Regions from separate parts of the Anas platyrhynchos genome. Here region 1 is linked to region 2. A link is a contact called in public Hi-C data. All regions are on one chromosome and are shown on one strand. The core of a region is the stretch at or near the end of the contact, and the rest is flanking DNA. Distances in the headings are between cores, read along the strand shown. Region 1 overlaps AHNAK2 (AHNAK nucleoprotein 2). Region 2 has its middle 7.7 kb from the start of CLBA1.

Region 1 (7,189 bases), core at 1,119-3,618, 120 kb before region 2:
CTCCTCTCCCATTTATTTTCTAGAGTCTGCTTAAAAATTTGAGATATCCATTCACTAATTAAAATTTCTTGCACAGTAGAATTTCCCAGTTTGGGTTTTCATTAGCTTCACAAGTTTCTCAACCTGTACCAAGAAGTACATCTGGCCATACACTGTATTAATAATTGTGTGCAGGAAAAACATCTGGACGGATTTTTCCCAATACAAGAAGCACACGTGAATGGTGGGAGAATTTGAAAATCTTTTTGAGAAGTTAATGTGTTCATGAACATCAACGAAGCTACTTTCTGTAGAGCAATGCTCTCCTCTAGATGGCACTCGAAGCTACGTTTTCACTTTTTTTCCAAGGCAAGTTTAGCAGGAAAAGGAAGAAAACTTTTTCTTCCCCTTTTGAGCTCCAATCGGACAGTAACGGTAAGTTGTTCAGTGGGGCAAAGTTTCTGGACAGGTTGTGAAGCTTGTATCTTGGTAATACAAGAATCCTCTGGGATAAGGTTCAACTTATAAAGGAAAAATTGATGCCTTCAAGGGTGCTATTTTATTTTCCGCCATCACCTGTTTTTTGTTTGTTTGTTTGTTTTTGTTTGTTTGCTTGTTTTTGTTTTGTTTTCCTCCACATACAAAGGAGGGCTTTGCAATTAAGGCAATGAACTGGATTTCAGATGAACTTGGGTTTAGCTTCCTTTTTTTTATAAGTCTTTTGGGGCCTCTTGGTGGCTACACGTTATTTGTACTCTATTACAAAGGTAAAACATGGTGTAAATTATAACCTGGCCTTGCATCTCTCAGTATTTTCCTTTTCCATGTGTGAGACAGGGATAGTAATAGTCCTTATCAACCCATCTATTGCTTGTCTCTTTCATTCAGATTGTGATTTCTTCAAGGTAAGGATTTTCCCAAGTGTAATTCATTATTACACTTCACAATTCATTAATTATTGTGTGTTAGGCTTGGATGGATTTTTCTAGTTTGGAGGTCAACTAAGCCCTGGCCACAGACAGTTCAGATATTGCTCAGTGCTGGTCTACTTGGGTGGGCCTAGGCAAAATTCCTGGCTTGGGTCTTGAGCATGGTAGTCTGCTAGACCCAGGTCCTCTCACCTACCTGTGATGAAGTACATCTTTAGCTAACTGACCTGCCTTTATTTGAGAGGATTTCGTGTAGAGCTTCTGCCCTGCTGTCCCAGCAAGTTTCTGAGGACACTTGGCTCGGTGCAAGGCCTTGTGGCTATAGCACTGCTGACAGCCATGCAGATGATAGCCATGCAGTACCTAGCAGGCTCCATAGCTTTATGCGTTTGGACAAGACAACAAAGTTACCTGAACTCATGCATTAGACATCAGCTTCATCCCAAAGCTTTTCTATTATCTGTTTCTGATCCTAATTTTTTGATAGTTATAAATTTTTCAACAACTGCTAGCTCTTTCATCAGGGGCACTGGCTCCTTGGCCTCTGTTTTCTCATTCAGGATTAACTTTGGCTGTCTTGCCTTTGGGATATCAGAGGTCATACTTCAAATAGGAGACATGAAAAAGATGCAGGGTGACTTTTTTACACGGGCAGGTAGTGATAGGAGAAGGGGGAGTGGTTTTAAACTAAAAGTGAGGAATTTAGTCTAGAGGTTAGGAGGAAATTCTTCACTCAGAGGGTGGTGAGGCACTGGCACAGGTTGCTCAGAGAAGCTGTGGATGCCCCATCCCTAGATGTGCTCACAGCCAGGCTGGATGGGGCTTTGGGCAGCCTGGTCTGGTGGGAGGTGTCCCTGCCCACGGCACGGGGTTGGAACTGGGTGATCTTTAAGGTCCATTCCAACCCAAACCATTCTGTGATTCTATGTTTCTAGGAAATATAACAGCAAAATAGCCAGCTAATAGTCATGTATTTATGTCCCAACAATGAAGGATACTGGGGTGGGAGAGAAGGAACGGCGACATACATGTGCTTCTTTTTAATGTATTTATAGCTCCCTTTCCATGCCAAATTGTAGTTCTAGGTTTGTGTGGCTGGAGACTGCACATAGATGTTTAGCTGAACAGCCCAATTTTCCAGCATTAAAAAATGAACAGCAGTATCCCAAGAAACCTACCATAGTTAAGGAAACAGCCTGAGAGTCAAAAAATAGGTGGGGTCAGAAACACAGGAGCCTGTTGACAAGATGTCAGTGTTTTGCAGACTTATGTCTGTGCTCCTTGCACTCTTTTAAGCTCTGTCCTTAGCTATTCCTGCACTCAGACCATTGGGAAATACTTTGTTAACATGGTTGTTTTTTTCCTAACCTTCACTTTCACCAAGCTGACAGTAGCCTATTGGAGAAAGGTTTTATTGCTGCTTCTTTTCTCTATTGTTCTTTCCTCATCTACTTCATTCAACTTTTAATAACATAATAGAGAGTATTGCTCTGTGGTCATTGCTGTCTCAGAGCTCAGTTTTAATTGACCTCATTCTTTCACCATCATGACAGACTCCTAGAGGTGGTACTGTCAAGGTGGATTTCTTTCTGTGTGCCTAAGTTAAGGGACACTACCTGAGAAACTTTTTACGTGAAGGCTGCCTTTCAGGCAGATGAGAACTGCTGTTACAATGGGATGTCCTTTATTACGTATATTACGTTTTTCTGGTCTCAGTTTTTCTGGCGTGATCACAATGCTCTTCTTCAGTCCTCGTATATGTTGTCTGATGTGGTAACTTCGAGTCTTTTCAACAATGACACATAAACTTAGAGAAACTTTGGGGAAATGCTGCATGATCCACATACAGGCCTACTACTTATGTCAACAGTCTCTTCAGAGATAATATGAGGAACACAGGCTTCCAGAAGGTCTGTAGAATATTTAAGACTACCATGAAGATGCAGACATGGAGAATATCTTGAGCTACAAATGGTTACACAAACAAGTACACTTCCATGATAACTCAATTTCTGAATGTTTTGCTATGTCTGCATTCCCTGTATGAAGTAGAATATAGAGATAGATAAGACAGGATGAGAAAAGGATGAGAAAAGACAGGATGAAAAAAAATAAAGATGCATGACTGCACATGCAAATTGTAAAACTTGGGATTGTAATGGGTGAAAAGTCTCAGATTAATTTGTAACCACTGCCATCATATTTAGAAACTGTACTGCCATTAAGCAGTCACTGAGGAGCATAGAGTGGGATACAATCAAACCTGCAAATCAAACCTGGGGTTTTCAGCTGCAGTTTTCAGAACTAGAAAATGCTAATGGCACTATCAGTAATTCATGGTACTTGTTTTATTTTTCATATGGTGAGTTTATTGTGAATTAAGAATACAGACAGTGTTTTAATGATACATATGAAGGCTGTCACATATGCACTCTGGTTTTGGCTGTGCACTTTAGAGAAGCATTAATATAAACAGAGGTAAATAATTATATACATCTCCTTTCCCAGAAAATCTTTGAAGCAATTCCACCAAAGTGTGGCAGATCATTCTGTGCATTTATCTATCCAGTAAATATACACATAAAAATTTATTTATCCAAATTTTTATAATTATTCTTTACCACCATGTTTTATTTTGGTACCTTAAAATGTGAAATATTTTTTTGGTCTTGAATTTATTTATTTATTGATTTATTTTTGACCTTTTAAGGCTAAATATGACCCACCACAGTAATCAAAAATGAGAAGAGAGGAAGGGGTAAAGACTTAGTCTCTCTACACTAGTATTTTGTTTTCATTTTGCATTTTTAAATGACTGTGGAATATATGCATTACCTTAGCTGAAATAAAGAAGAATAGTTTAGTAAGAAAGCAAAAATAGGTCAGAAATGTCCAAAATCTAAACAGGTAAGTATAATTCTCATAGTACTAGTTTATACTCTGTTTGCAAATAATCTATAATCTAATCATAACTGGCATTGTTTTGAGAAGCATATTTAACAAGTTTGTATGTTGTCATTGAGTGTTTTCAATAGTTTACTTTCATGGTTCAGGTATCTTCTAAGACTTTACTAAAACTATGAACTTCCCTGTACTTGTAGTAGTTGTTGCCTTCGGGGCAGATTTGGATAAAATAGTATTTTTATTACTGCACAGTACAGCACATTCATGTGTCTGAAGATTTAGATGTGGTAAATCCTGTTCAGTCAATAGATTTCATAAATATCAACTTTGAGTTTCGTTCAATTTTTGACTACTGGAAAATCAGGAAAACATTGTTTCTTTTTTTCTCTTTCTCTCTTTTTTTTTTTTTTCTCTCTCTCTCTTTTTCTTTTTTCTGTATAGATTATTTTATTTTCACTGAGGGTGTTGAGAGAAGACAATCTTCATTTGGTTGTCTCTCCAGAAATATTAGATTGGCTATCTTTTTCTTCCTCCAACAAGATTAGTTCAGTCCTTGCTGAAGATGTAACTATAGTTCGAGACACTGGAACATTAGATGAGGTCCCATCAATTTCAACTTTTTCACCCTCTGTTGTTTCTTTGGGTGATAAGGTTTCTTGTGCATCGAAAAATACTTCAGGTTTATCTGATGGGCTATCTTCATCTGAGATTCTTCTCTCTTTATGACCTATCTCTTCTTTGTCAACGGTCTTAGCTTTTTTGGAAGGAGACGAGAAACCAAGCTTGGGAAATCTAAACCATCCAGTTTTTTCTGTTTGCTTAGAAGAATCACTAACAGATGTGTCACTTGGTTTCATATCTTCTGGTTTCATTTCTTCTATTTTTTTTACTTCTGTTTTTGAGTCTGAGCTTGTTTCATCACCAGAAGATGAAAAGCCAATACTTGGAAGCCAAAATTTGAATCTTCCAGGAGATCTTTTACTATCAGTCTTTTCTTTTTCATTAGTTATGTATTTTTCCTCGTCTTCTAGAGCTTCAGCTACATCCTCATCTTTAGAGAGAGGAGCTGTGGTTATTTCCTCTGGTGACTTGTCAGGATGACTCTCCTCAGGTTTACCAGAGGGCTCTACTTCAACGGCAAATGTTTTTAACTTTGGCAAACCTATCACTCTACTAGATCCTTCAGTCTCAGTGTGAGGTTTATCACATGGTTTAATCTCAGCACTGCCAGGCCTCTGTACATCTGCTCCAAAGCTTTTACCAGAACATTCCATTGATGCATCTTCCACTGAAGATGGCTCCTGGACTAACACTTCTAAATCACTGTGTGATTCAGGCAACTTCACCTTGAGCAATGAGAATCCCAAGGTAGCAGTTTTAACTTCAGATGAAAGAATCTCTGATTCTTTCACTATCTCAGTAGTATAAATTTCACACCTTTCAATAGCAACATGTTCAGGTTCTACTATCTCACTCACTTCTTGGCCTTCTACATATGACCAATGAATGTCTTGCCCTGCATTTGAAAGGGAGGAATCTATGGTAGCAGTCATCTGTGCTGTTTTAATGTCAGGTTCAGTCAGAGTTAGAATTTTGCTCTTTGCTTTTTGAATATTGCCCTCTAGAGTCTCTGGAGTTTCTTCAAGGACAGCAGAACTTGCTTGCAGATGCACCACTTCAATGTCAGAAATAGTTCTTTTTTGATCCAGTACTACTTTTGACACTGAAACATCAGCTTCAGTTGGGAGAGCTTTGAAAGTGAATCTCGGTATTTTTAGCTTGGGAATTTTTATATTTACTTCCAGGCCATCTTGTGATTTGTCCATCGTTTCCTCTGTTATTCTAGCAGATGAGTCCATCTGATCTCGAGTTGGACTTGTCAGGCCAATGGATCCTTCCAATTTTTGAAACTGCATTTCTGCTGTGCCTATTTCAGTTTCAGACACTGAAATGGCTTCTGACTTTGGCAAATTGATATCATCTTTTAAACCCTTTACTTCTGAGTGCAACACTCCGAACTTTGGAATCTTAAACTTGTATGCTTTAATTTTACTTGTTTCTGCTCTGTCTTCTACTTGCTCTTCCACATTTGCAGACATGTCCTTTTCAACACTTTTTTTCACTTGAAATTTCATTTCAGGATCTACTCTGGCAATTTTAACATCCATTTTCACACCTGGAACTTCTACCTTTATATCTTCCAGCTTAGCTACAACATTTGTTGTAGACCATTCACACGAGGGCCATTTTAACTCACTGTCTTTTCCTATAATTTTCATCTCACCTGTCTTTATCTTTCCTGTACTAATCACTGCCCCTTGATTTTGAATGTCTAGCTCTCCCTTTGAAAGACTAACATCTGCTCTGTCCTGTGTTCCGTCCAGAGTAATTTCAGCTGATGATGTTTTAAATTCTGCACTTGAAGCCTCTAGTTCAGTGGTACTTTCAGTCTTTGGGATCTCTGTATCCTGTGATTTGACTTTATGCTCTTGAAGAGACAGAGTGCATATAGGGAGCTTACTTGGTGAACTGCTGTCTCTGTCAATTTTTGAAACACTTATTTCTGGTTTAGTTAATTCTGTTGAAGACACTACGAATTCTGAAGTGTGCATTTTTTGTCCTTCAGTACCACGCTTAACTATGTCTGCATATGTTTCAGTTTTTGGAATATTCACTCTACTATCTGTACTTTCTGCAGATAATGAAATATCTCCTTCCATCTTTGGCAAGCTAACACCAGAACCCTTCACAGATTCTCCTAATTTTTGAATCCCTTCTTTTCCAATAGTAATTTCAGCAACTGCATGTGGTAATGAGAAGTTATCTTCAGGAATACTTGTTTCAGTGTGTTCTTTGGAAGAGGGAATGCCTGCCTGAGTTTCTTCCAGACTTCTTTCAACATCAGCATCACCTTTTTTTTCCTTTGAGGATGTCCGGCCAAATGCAGGTATTCTGAATTTTGGCATTTTAAACCATCCCTGTTGTTCTTCAGTCTGAACTTCTTCAGCTTTAATTTCATGTTCTTCTTTTAATTTGACTTCTTTCTCCTCAGGGCTCTCAATATCTTCCTCTGTCATTGATTTAGACACTGCCTTGGGGCTTATGTCTACCTTTGGAGCTTCAGTGCCAGCTGTCAGAACTTGAGGTGTTTTTGCTTTACAAGCATAAATCCCTAATCCAGGATCTGGTGTATCAGATGTAAATTCTGATGCTGGCACTCCCACAGCAATGTCAGCAATTTCTGTTGTCATTTTTAGCTGGGGTAGCTCAGCTTCTATTTTTGGAGAACTGATCTCTGACTCTGGGCCTTTCCCTTTTGTCAGGGAGATTCCAAACTTTGGCTTCTGGAATTTGGGCATTTTAATCTTCCCATCAGG
Region 2 (7,015 bases), core at 4,065-6,564:
TCATCCTGTGTGCCAATTCAGCCACCAGCCTGGCAGCAACTAACCCAGTGGAAAATAACAGCATCCTTTTCTGCAATGTTAGAGAGCTGATGGGGCTGACGGGAAGCCCAGTGAGAACCAGAGCTGGCTGCGGAGAGCAGAAGGGCTGGAGGAAGGGACATTGCTCTTTCAGCATCTTCTCATGAGGTCAGTTCAGTGGATTTGCAACCCCAGCTGTTCTCCTGGAAAAGCCTTTTTCTCTTTCCTGTGATTGTGGAAAGAGCCAAGGGAGAAGAATCTTCCTTGTATTAGCCTTACTAAGTATCCCTCACAGTGCCTACACTAGGATTTACAACAGCTTAACCAAGCAGGTCACAGAACTGATTAAAGTAAATCCACGGAATCCAAGACGCATGAATTTCCACACTTTAACCACATCTGTTAGTTTTAACTTCTCATCTTTTCTTGTCCACTTTTGCAACAAGTCTAAGGCAGCGTCACATGGCCCTGGAGATTAATGGCTCTTTGAGCTGTTTCTGTTATTTGAAGGCAACTTGTAATGGGAGGGTTTCAGTGGGGAGCAGTGGAACAGCTCAGAAAGAATATTAACATACTTCAAAGTGGTATTGTATAGCTATGACAGCTAGAACAGCTTGGACATTTCACCTCATGCCTCTTGCAAGTCGAAAGATAAGAACACAGTCCCCCTAAGGCAAAATATTGTCATGTTTCTTACTTAACACTCTGTATACATGAAAAATGCCTCTCAAAATTACTCAAATAATGGGAAAATAAGCATTAAGTGTTCATCAAGCATGTGTTTTCCTTAAGATGACTGTTTTGCAACTTTATATATACACCATGAATCATTTAATCTGATTATTTAAACCACTGCGTATACATTTACTCTTTTAGCGCTATGAATCCACCTCTGAAATATAAAATTCTGGATGAAGTCATTCAAAAGCTCAGCCTGCAAGTCCGTAAAATGACTCGATTCATTTTTATATTATGGAAAAATGGTTGTCATTAATTGAAGAAAGATGTTGGATCATTTGGAACAACCAAAGCTTGGCATGAATTTATCATATCATACAATTATTTCATATATGATGTTAGGGTAAATTGCTATTTAAGAGGAGATAAGGATCTTTCAGTATGGATTTCCTGAGCTTGGTTATTATAGAATTCTGATAAAGTTAATAGGAAAACTGGGCAAATGCAAGAATTATTTTTAGTAAAACACACAGACAGGTTTATTTCCCTGTACCAACAGCTGAGGCCTTAGGGAAGAGTTCTGTAGGATAAAATAAACTTGGTATAGACACTGCTGTTGCATCTGGGATGGGCCAACCAGCCTTGGTAACTCATACTTATGGTAGAGGTGTGGATGAACATCAAAAACTATTAAGGTGCCACAGCCCGAGTAACAGTTCGTCCTGTTTGCTTTCCACCTGTTTCACCCAAGGAACAAAACACACCTGTTAACACAGCAGCAAATGCATATGGGATGAGTAACCAGGGATCAGCTGATGGGAGGTAGCTCCTTAAGCCATGAAGGTCCCCTTGTTCATGGAAGAGCTCTAAAAAATTTGGTGTTTTGCAATACACACGGTCCTCATATTTCTTGCTGAGGCTTGTTACTTAGAATGTCAAGGACTTTGGGAATCAAATAAAAAAATCATAATCAAAAGTCAGCAAATGGTCTCTAGACTTTTTTTTTTTTTTTCTTTTTTACTGTTGTAAAATTAAGATTCCATATCATTAAAAAAAAAAAAAAAAAGTATTTTAATTTCTTGGTTAAAGCATGAAGATGGAAAGGGGTATGGTGCTGGAGTCAATCCGCACTACTGCACACACGCCAGTTCTTCTAGATTTAATTGCTTCAAGACTCTATCCTATGCTATAGATCAGACATCTGAAATCAGTAATTTGGTCTGGCTGGTTGAATGTAAATGAAGCCAAATTAGCTAAGGCCCCACAGATTTTTTGGAGATGTAGCAAAAGAAAAGGGTAAAAATAACAGCAAAACCGAGATAGAACAGACAGACAGCTCTCTTACATAAAGAGTGCTCTGAATTGCAGACTGCTGGTGTGGCTGTCTGGTGAATGAGGTGTAAATCATCCATGTAGTCCTTTGGCTGAACCAAGTGATGGGTAATCGTATTTTTTCCTCATGCTCATGGGTGAGAAAGGGAAGAACACGAGCAGTGGCACCCATAGCGTACCAAGGCAAGGGACACAGGGCATATTCAAAACAAGTGGCATCCTCACACACAGCTAGAGGAAACCTGGTAGCAGATTGCAGCTCCCTGCACATGGGGTGATCAGCCAGCAGCCACATGATGCTTCCAAGCAGAGGAAGCCCAGCACTTCTCCAGGCCCACGTCTCACATGCTGCTCAGTTAGCCAAATCCCTGGCATGGGGGCTAAATCAGAGAGGCACACTGAAATTGAACAAAGCAGGATGCCCAGGTACCAACCCAAACCTTGGTCAGTCTATCAGGATGGAGGAATGGCTTTGTGGCACAGAACGTGTGGCAAATTTTGGCATGTGGCATGGTTAGCCTCGCATCCCCCCTACCAGCTGAACACAGACCTCCACTTTCACTTCTGATCACACATGACCACTGTCTGCAGTAGGTAGCTCAAATGTTGTCTTCACCAGCAAACATCTGGAGACTTACAGGGCGCACAGCTGGAACCTCACCAGCTGTTTGGGTGCAAAGTGTGGTGTCAGGAGGGCCTGTCCCTCACCCCTGCTGCAAGAACATTGCCATGGAGCAGCAGTCAGCCTTGCCACCAGCTTTCATGGCTGTGGGACAAGGCATTCACAGCAATGCCACAGTGCAAACCAAGAGCTGCTAGAGTAGCAGTGGCTAGAGCAGAGGCTCCCTCTGCACTTGCATTTTGGCTAAGCTGACGTTTCCCTTTCCAGCACTGTCTGAGGATCATTTTCAACCTGTAGAACAAACCTCAGATGTTTTTTCCCATGTTACAGGTTCTGCTTTGCTGCTTTTTACACTACACTAACAGCCTTTCAAATACTCAGCAGTCCTGAAATGAGAACTTCTGGGCATAATTTGCCCCACTGGGGAAGTAGGATACAACATGCACCCCATTACACCAGCAGGCTTAGACCCAGGAAAATTATACTGCTGTCCTGCCCAAGGCTTCTGCCTGGAAAATGGCAGCTTGAGTCTGACCATGGCTTGAAAAGGTCCCTTGCAGCAAATGCTGTCACGATGTGCTGATCCAGATGTGCTGACCGTGTGCATTTTTACCCCCTGATGTCATTGTCTTCTAAGTCTCCGTTTGGGATGTTCTGCAAGAAGGCGCTTTGTGCTGTTAAGATCCCTCATAAAGATGCTGTCAGATGCATCCATGGCCCTTACTTACTTAGCATAGGCTGCATTAACTGGCACTAAATATAGTCCAATATATCTATGCTGAAAGATGCTGTGTTCAAATGCAAAATTAATGCATTAAAAATTAAACAAGGCAAAGTTATGAAATACTAAAGTTACCCCACCAAACTCAATTCAGCCCTCTCTTTATTTGGAGTATTTTTGCCTAGCAGCCTTTCCATATTAAATGATTTAAATATAGAAACCTTGGTGTCATTATTTCAAAATAGAGGACCCAGTCTTTTTTCCAGTTACAGCTAATGGCCCAGTCTCGCTGACCATAGGGAGAACAACATCCAGGTGTTAGCTGTAAGTTAAAAATTGTAAGGCTCCCAGAAGCTTTCAAAACACCTCATTCTGCAGGTTTCTGCTCATAAACAGCATATAAAGCATTAATAGCTTATAAGTAGAAAGCAACTGGTGAACATTTAGATGGCTAGTACATGGTTAAGTATTTTATAAAATGTAATAGCTCAGTAAATTTGTTTTAAAAGACGGTTTTAGTTAGCAAAATGTATTTCCTTGACATGTTCATATCCAAGTAAATCATGTCTGTATTCAGGCTAATAATAAATTAGTGCCCTTTTATAAAATATTAAAAATATGGAAAATTAACATAAAATGTGACCAGACTTTTCAACAAGATATTTTTTTTAAATACATTTTTGGTGTGTCTATGCCTCTAAAGCTTACATTTTGCTGTATAAGTCATTTACATGATGCGCACACTTTGATGTTGCTTGAATTGCAACATCATTGGCCTTTTACTACAACCGTTTTCTTTAATGTAAAATGTGTGTGGCATGGTTCTCATTGCTAATTGCAACCTTATGATAATACTCCATAGAGCACTGCTAACCTCATTTACAATAGCATAAGAAGCCTAGGCCAGCTGCTAATAGATGCGTTCTTTCTTCCTTTCTTCCTTTTTCTTTCTTTCTTTCTTCCTTTTTCTTTCTTTCTTTCTTCCTTTTTCTTTCTTTCTTTCTTTCTTTCTTTCTTTCTTTCTTTCTTTCTTTCTTTCTTTCTTTCTTTCTTTCTTTCTTTCTTTCTTTCTTTCTTTCTTTCTTTCTTTCTTTCTTTCTTTCTTTCTTTCTTTCTTTCTCTCTTTCTTTCTCTCTTTCTTTCTTTCTCTCTTTCTTTCTTTCTCTCTTTCTTTCTTTCTCTCTTTCTTTCTCTCTTTCTTTCTCTCTTTCTTTCTATCTTTCTTTTTTCTTTCTCTCTTTCTCTCTTTCTTTCTCTTCCTTCCTTCCTTCCTTCCTTCCTTCCTTCCTTCCTTCCTTCCTTCCTTCCTTCCTTCCTTCCTTCCTTCCTGTCTCTCTCTCTCTCTGTCTCTCTCTCTTTCTCTCTTTCTCTCCCATAAATGGAAATGAACACAATCTAAATCTTAAAATGCAAGTACTTGGGCATTTGGGGAGAGTTTGTATCTAGGTCCAGGCTCTGAAGTCCCAGGCCGGACCCAGCTGTGGCAGCAGAGGTTCCCTGAATTTACGGCTGATTTGTTTTGCTCTCAGAAATGTGACCTCAGCAGTGGAGCCAATAAACCATTAAACACAACACATGCTGCCCTCTTGCAGCTTTAGCCGCGATAGCATTGCTAGCACAGGAGGAAGGGGTTGTGTGCTCTCGCCTGCCCTCTTTTGATCTGTTCCGTGAATTGTCCAACCTTGCAGTTACGGTGCTGAGCAGCCTCCTTTCCCCGTCCAGCTCCTCACAGCCAGCTTTAACCTTGTAGGTTTGAGTTCTTCTTCTTACAGAAGCCGATACACTGAGCTGTAGTTAGTTTAGCACTTTGCAATCAAGAATGAAGTTAAAGACTGCCTTATTAACTGCACGCTGCAAAGGGTAGCTGGCAACAAGGCTCATGGGGGTGGTTGAATCAGGCTTTAAAGCAGTCCCCATGCCATATGAATTCTAAAAATCGCTCTGTATCTGACTGAGTGTGGTACACACGGTATTTTTAGCAGTGACGAGAAGGAAGATAAGCTGGGAGCACTCTCAGGGAAGGCAGGAGGGAAGGGCATGTTCCTGCAGCCCTGCGCTGACAGCCTGCCCTGCCTCGCTGGGCTCACTCGCAGCCAAATGCAATCCAGGGTTATTTTATTGCAGCTCCACGAGCTGCCATCTGTCCCCTGGGCTGCCAGAACTCCTTGTGCACATTTGTGGCTCCCCCAGCTATGAGACGCACGTGTCCGACCTTAAAGCTCAGAGAGAGGTCCCAGAGAGCACGTTCTCACCTGCCAGATGTAAAAGCAGGCATCACGAGAGCTTGAAAGCTCAGCTGGGAGTTTACCTCAGCTTAAAAACTTGTCAGCTATTTTGCCTGGTAGCTAAACCCTTGCCTGCTGTCTATACCACAGTCATGGTGCTCTACCTGGTGGTGGCACCACCCAGCAGGAAAGGTAGATGACTGCCTTATGCACGTATGCAAAATTCACACAAATTTGGCCTTTCTGCCATTTCATTCCATGTTTTTATTTTCTAGCAATGATGGCATGTATTTTTCATTCATACTGCAGTGATGCCCTCCAAGGAATAAAATGACATCTGTACTGATGAGTAATTAATTCTACTTCACAGAATTTGTGACAAGGAGACATCTACCAGCCTCAGTGCCTTCTTTCAGGGATGGATACCTTCAACCTCCTTTCATTCTTTGTGTCACAGGGCAGGTGGATGGTGCTGATTCTCCCTCTGCAAAGTGAACTGCTGACCATTGCTCCACCTGCCTTTGGAGCCCTTACGAAGCTCACCTGGGGAAAGAAGAGGCAAGGTTCTTGTAATCTCTTGCATCTTCTTCAGAGATGCTAATTATTGTAATTTGGTGTTCTTCCAAATGTTGCTTGAAGGGAGGGACTCAAGTTTTTTTAAAAAAAAATCTTTGTGCTTTGTGATTTGTGGTTTTATTTTTTTCTGGATTTTTTTTTTTTTTTTTTAAGTATCAAGTGCTCAGACTTAAAGTTGAAGCGCAGCAATCCTAATGGAGTGCCTGACCTTTCAGCAACCTCACTGAAGCGATGAAATTTCCAAGCAGGCTAATTAATACACTGGTACGGCACCAGTCAGGTGTACCTTTAGCAGCTTAGCGCTCAGAGAGGATGAAATCCTCCTGCCCTCCACACACGCACATCTCACTAACAATAATGGATTTGGGGCCTAATCGGGCATTAAAACAGAGGATTAGCGAGCTGCAAACCGCAGCGATCACAACTCAATTTACAGTGCGTGCAGGGCACTGGCAAAAACTACAAGGCGTGTTTTCTATAAATTAATGTCTAGATATCTAAAAAAAAATTGCGGGTGGCAGAGACTGTTGGATTTATGGAGGTGCTCAGTGCAGTCTATGATGATTTGGAATGATCAGCAGAAAAGAGACACAGAACTGTAGCTTAATAGGAAATTATCAAAGAGCAAGGAGCAGGTGTAAGTTGGTGACACCGATTAGCACTGAATACAGCTTTGTTATGGTACCACGTGCTGCTGCCATACATTTAACAACCTCCTCTTTGAAGCTGTGGGATGTGTAGTATTTTTCTAGGAGCAAGTCCAGAGAGTGTAGGGCCCACTTTCAGCTGCATTCAGAAGGGAAACCATAAAAAGCTATGCTCCCAGTTTTTCTGATTTGACTG

The links. Hi-C and Micro-C count contacts between places; a contact is called where the count stands out from the background.
Region 1: a Hi-C map of liver shows a contact between it and region 2, with 10 times the contacts expected there. The contact joins two enhancer-like sites. A contact is called at or near these places in 6 of 8 Hi-C or Micro-C datasets (F1 follicle, liver, skeletal muscle and 2 more).

The regions. Positions count from the first base shown.
Region 1 is chr5:9,045,095-9,052,283 of IASCAAS_PekinDuck_T2T, reverse strand. AHNAK2 (AHNAK nucleoprotein 2) reads right to left here. Exons shown (of 7, transcript XM_072038223.1): 7 at 3,242-7,189. The coding sequence ends at 4,295. Among named protein-coding and RNA genes, the nearest start is that of PLD4, 20 kb to the left of the region's middle. Within about 2 kb of position 2,368, at least 2 of the 8 cell types and tissues checked have an H3K27ac peak or open chromatin away from gene starts, as enhancers often do.
Region 2 is chr5:8,929,255-8,936,269 of IASCAAS_PekinDuck_T2T, reverse strand. No RefSeq gene overlaps it. Among named protein-coding and RNA genes, the nearest start is that of CLBA1, 7.7 kb to the right of the region's middle. Within about 2 kb of position 5,314, at least 2 of the 8 cell types and tissues checked have an H3K27ac peak or open chromatin away from gene starts, as enhancers often do.